Linked DNA regions of Mus musculus: region 2 is linked to region 1. A link is a contact called in public HiChIP or PLAC-seq data. All regions are on one chromosome and are shown on one strand. Each heading gives the region's core, a stretch centred on a gene start, on an enhancer-like site or on the middle of the called end of the contact. The rest is flanking DNA. Distances are from core to core; before and after follow the strand shown. Region 1 has its middle 5.1 kb from the start of Ankrd10. Region 2 has its middle 13 kb from the start of Gm39134.

The links. HiChIP or PLAC-seq counts read pairs in DNA pulled down with a chosen protein or histone mark.
Region 2: an H3K27ac HiChIP or PLAC-seq map of embryonic stem cells shows a contact between it and region 1, with 4 times the contacts expected there. The contact joins two enhancer-like sites.

The regions. Positions count from the first base shown.
Region 1 is chr8:11,639,484-11,642,154 of GRCm38.p6, forward strand. No RefSeq gene overlaps it. Among named protein-coding and RNA genes, the nearest start is that of Ankrd10, 5.1 kb to the left of the region's middle. Within about 2 kb of position 1,333, at least 8 of the 459 cell types and tissues checked have an H3K27ac peak or open chromatin away from gene starts, as enhancers often do. A contact at or near this core is called in embryonic stem cells, where this site is marked.
Region 2 is chr8:14,011,443-14,014,113 of GRCm38.p6, forward strand. No RefSeq gene overlaps it. Among named protein-coding and RNA genes, the nearest start is that of Gm39134, 13 kb to the right of the region's middle. Within about 2 kb of position 1,314, at least 64 of the 459 cell types and tissues checked have an H3K27ac peak or open chromatin away from gene starts, as enhancers often do. A contact at or near this core is called in embryonic stem cells, where this site is marked.

The DNA of each region.
Region 1 (2,671 bases), core at 83-2,582:
GCCTGGTTTACATAGCAAGTTACAGGTCTAAGTGGAAAGACCCTATCTCAAACAAACAAAAGTTATAGAATTTACCTCTCAGTGTCTTACAAGTGCCTTGTTTTGTTTTGTTTGTTTTTTTTTTTTTTTAAAGTGCTGAGTACAAATATTAAAAGGGAGGATGTTTTACTCAGACACAAGATCAGACTCCATTTGTCACATGGATAGGAACAGAAGTCATTGTTGGGGAAGAAGGTGAAGGGTACTGTGTTAAGTCAGTTTAGTGGTATTGTATTAAAATAACTGAGGCATGAACAACATGAAAGGTTATTCTAGCTAATGGTTTTGGGGATTCCAGTCCCTGATTGGGTGGCCCTATAGTTCTGGGTCCCAAGCAGCAATTCCCTCATGGCAGGCACGTGTGGCAGAGCATCCCATTGTGAGAGGCAGGTCCCATAGTTCCCTTTGCAGGAGATCCCCACCTCAAACCCCATTACCCAGAGTCCTTTCTACTAGGTCCCTTTGCCCCTGGAGCAGTTCCACTTCGGGATCAAGCCTTTAACACAGAGACACTTGGAACTATATCAGGCACAGAGGTGGGGGTGGGGATGGGAGGAGTGGCGGGGGATAGCGGTGGGCACGTCAGGTGCTGCTATGTAGGAAAAGAGTTCCTTGCCCTGAGAAGCAGCTGAGGGGTAAGATGACGGTCAGGTGGACTTCAGCATCACAGCCACGTAGTCATTTAAAATGTGTTCAACTGGTCTGCTTATGTCTTTGCTGCTACTATTCAGGAGTGCTTCAGCACCTGAGCCAGGGTGCTGGGTTTCCAGCCTCCTGAATGGCAGACTAGGAAGTCTCCTCACCACCCAGGCTGTGCCAGACCAGGCAGAGGATGTTGCCTGGCCACCAGCTGACCAGCCCTTGGACCTGATGTTACTGAAGTGATGTCACTTTCTGACTTTAACTGAAAGTACTACTACCACATTTACTATGAAAGAACACCAAGAGAAGCTGGTGTAATTCCAGAACTTGGGATAGGACTTCAAGGCTAGCCTCTGCTACATGAGACCCCACATTTAAAAGAAATATATACAAACATATTACTAGAACTGTTCATTACAAAGGAGAAGATCATCTTAGCCACCTCAACAAGAGTCAAAATGACTCTTACCTGCACAGAAGTCACCAAGCCAGCGAATGCTAATGTCACAATACAGTCTCTACAGTGAAGACAGGGTAGAACCTTTCACTACCCTTCCTGGTTATTTTAAACTTGAAAGCAATCTCTTTAGGGGCCCTAGGGAGGCTCCTTAAATGGAACAAAGGCAACAGAAAACAACACCTCTAGTGGCAGTTCCCCTGGAGGCTTTCTACTGGGGCAGTTAATCTCTCTGTTGGCCTTGCCCTCTCTGTTGGGAAGGCTGGGATGGTGTGTGTGAAAACTATATGCTGGAGAGAGTTCCCAGCCTCTCTGCTTTAGTTTCCTGTCTCACTAAGGTAAGACGGTAATTATTCTGTCCAGCTGTAAGGGTCATTGTCAAGGTCAACTGAGACTAGCTGCTGATTGACAGTGAGTTCTAAGCTAACATAACCTTTTCCTCTCCAAGTGGCTTTTGGTCATGGTGCTTTATCACAGCAACAGACCCTAACTAAGACAAACCCAGTCTCCTTAGTTTGTTTCATATAGGAGAGAGCAATCTGTAATCTTGCTCAGTACCTTATGCAGACAGAGCTTCAGTTTCCTAGCCAGGACATGTAACTCTGCAGGGAATAACTAGAAACCAGTGTTTTGATCTGGATACATAGAACTGCCCTTGGTGCCTTTTGGCTGGTCACCCTTCAGCCCTTCACCTCCTATCCCAGCATGCATCTCTGGAACAGTGATGGCTTAGAGCTTTGCTTGGCAAGTAAAACACCGTCAGATGCTAATGCTGACATGACATGGTACCTGCCTCTGGAACAAAGCCAGCAAAACGTAAGTCTCCATGAGTGTTGAAGGATGCTGGGTGTGACATTTGTTTGTATATATAAAAAAATGTATCAATCTTACTTCATGTTCCTCCATCAGAAAATGTTTTCTCTGCCAAGGTTAATGACCTCATGATAATTAGAAGCTATGTGAGTCTGGAAGATGAGGGTGTGTCTTAGCAAAATGGTAAATGCCATGACCTTCAGGACAGCCCTTAAGGCTGTTGGAAAGAACTCTGAAAATATAAGTTCAAAAATATATAATTTCTCAACTATGTAAAAATATAAGGATGCAGTATGAATTGTCTAAGGAGCTTCACAGACCTAAAAAAACAGAGGCAGCTACACTATGAGCCAGCTTGTAAGAAAAATAAAAAAGGAAGGAGATTAAGAGATTTAGGGAGTGGTGATCATGGAGGCAAGATCCCACCCAACTAATTTTATTATTTGTGCTTACAAAAGAAGGCAGATTCAAGGTTACCCTGGGATAGAGGGAGGTTAGGCCCAGGCGTGGTGGGCATGGCATCTCAGAGTGAGATCCTACCCAGCTATGTTGTCTGTGCTTACCAAGGCAGGCAGAAAGATCCCTGAGGCCGGGCGTGGTGGTGCACGCCTTTAATCCCAGCACTCGGGAGGCAGAGGCAGGCGGATTTCTGAGTTCGAGGCCAGCCTGGTCTACAAAGTGAGGTCCAGGACAGCCAGGGCTATGCAGAGAAACCCTGTC
Region 2 (2,671 bases), core at 64-2,563, 2.4 Mb after region 1:
TACAGTTAAGTTAAACCGAAGGGCAGAGCATATGAGTCTTGATGGGCACTGTTCTTTCACCCCTTGTTATGACTGGATCATGTGGCCACGATGGACTGCAAGGGAACTGGAGTATCTGGTTATGTTGTATTCCAGGAAGTCAAAGAGAACTTGGGGAGTGAGTGGCACTTTCTGCCATTGTTAAATATGTGGCAGTATCCAGGATTCAAATTTAGTCCAGGGACGTGAGGAGTCGGGGAGTCCCTCACCACACAGACTAGGTGGCTGTTGACATTCGGGCATTCTGTAACACCCAGGGTGCATCTTATTGCTGAAGGCAGTAATTCAGCAACAGGCTGAGAATCTGCATTCCTGACAGGCTTTGGAATTCCAACCAATAGGCTGGAGGGGTTGGACCTGGAGAGAAGCTGGTGGACAAAGCAACCATTTGATACAATGAGCTGATGTCTTGCTACATTTTCTTAGGCTGTTCTCTCACAGTGAGCTGTTGGCACACAGATAGTGGGTAGTTGTTGCACTGGCTAGATATGACCCTGGCAACAGTTATCTCCTGCTTAAGGAGAGTGGAGGCCACTGCAGATGAATATCTGAGCTGCAAGAACCAAAACTTGGCTGGGCGGTGGTGGTGCATGCCTTTAATCCCAGCACTTGAGGTGGAGGTGAAGGGGGTAAGAAGGAAGCAGAGGCAGGTGGATCTCGATGAGTTTGTGGCCAGCCTGGTTTGCAAAATAAGTAGTAAGACAACCAGGGTTACACACACACACACACACACACACACACGCACACCACGTCTCAACAAAACAAAACCAGCAACAAAACAACCAAAAATTTCTGGGCGTGTTTGCATTCACCTTTCTTAAACCCCATCACCGTAGATGCAGAGGCAGGCGGAGCTCTGGGATCAGGAGCAGCCTGGTGTGCAAAGAAAGTTCTGCGCCAGCCAGAACTACATAGTAAGACTCTGTCTCAACAAAGAAACGAACAAAGAGCAAAGTAAACCTCAAAACAAGCCCCTGAGTTTCAAAAAGCTTTCTCTTTTTGATTATTTTCTGTGGTACTGGCTGGCAAGCTCTAACTGGCTGGCTGTGGCCCCTTCAGCCTCAGCACCGATCCCATGCGCAGCTCAGGTCTCTGCTCTAGCCTGGCACTCACATAGGCATTGGGGAAGCTAACGTGCTTCCAGAGGCTCCTTCTCCAGTCAGGACATCGTGCTCTGGACCTAGCTCACTTCCTTCAGAGCGGGGCATACCTTGGGGTGTAGGTGGGGACCAGACACGCCAAAGCCAGGAAGTGACGTCAGCAAGATCCTGCTCAGACAGGGACCCGCTATCTTCTCATACAGAGGCCTGTGGTTAAGAGGTGTCCACACCCCCGTGTGCTGCTTATACAGGGGCCCTGAGTTCACCTCCCTCCCCTGTTCTTGGCTCTTCAAAGCCGCACTTTGGTCCAGAGTTCTTGCATCCTCCTCTTTTGCTTTGTGCATAGTTAGGATAGGGTAAGGCGCTAGTCACAAATGGCATGATGCCGTATTGCTTGATACCGGACTTAGCCTTCCTACCCTTAGGACCCAGACATACATATGATCAGCCACTCAAGTCCTAAGATACGCTGATGCAACACAGACAGACAGACAGACACTGTTCACACTGGAGAGGCTCAGTACATAGAGACAGAACTGGATTTTTTCCCACTTAATACGTGACAGTGGCTGGAGTGCGGGACAGAGTTGTCCTGATCATTCTGACCTAATCCAATAAAAGCTTGAGATAATTCACATTTTCTTAAAACTCAGTTTTGCTTCAACAAAAACTTTAAAAGTTCCTCTAGGGAGAATGAGCGGTGGAACATTTGAAACTTAGCAAATCACTCCAGTTCACTGCCTCAGCCTGGCTTGGGGTTTGACTGGACTCTGCCTTCAGAGAAAAAAACCCCACAGATCCCTAGACTGGAAGCAGACTCCATTTCAAAGACATATACCTCCTCACTTCGCCCGGCAATGGGGAGCTAGGGAAAGGGTTTACTCCATTCTAGCGTACAGTTCCATGACTGTAAAATGATGGGCAATCTAACCAACTATGCTTATTTTTCTTTCTTTCTTTTTCTTTTTCTTTCTTTCTTTCTTTCTTTTTTTTTTTTTGAGACAGGGTTTCTCTGTGTAGCCCTGGCTGTCCTGGAACTCACGTTGTAGACCAGGCTGGCCTCGAACTCAGAAATCCGACTGCCTCTGCCTCCCAAGTGTGGGATTAAAGGCGTGCGCCACCACGCCCGACCCAACTATGCTTATTTTTCAAATTTTCTTCAATCAGATTGCGAAGGGAGAGCAAGGCCTCAGTTTGCTTTGGGCCTGCCTTGGTTTGTGGCCTCAGTGAATATGACTCACATCCTGAAATGAAGCTCACCGCCTGGATGAGTGCCCCTTTGTGGCTAAGTATAAGCTGCACTGTCAGGGCATCATTTTCAAACAAGAATAAAAATGAAGGGAATTCCCAAGAGTCCCTTAACAGCACGACTTAGGAAGCCAAAAGGGGAAAGAATCACAGTTGTAACTCTGGAAGGCCGTCATTAGCGTGGTGAAGGTTAATAGCTGGTGCCCGTAGGATTCTCCAATCATTCCCCATGGACAAAACCTTCTTCCAAAGATTACTCCAATTATAGCCAATCATAGTGCTTT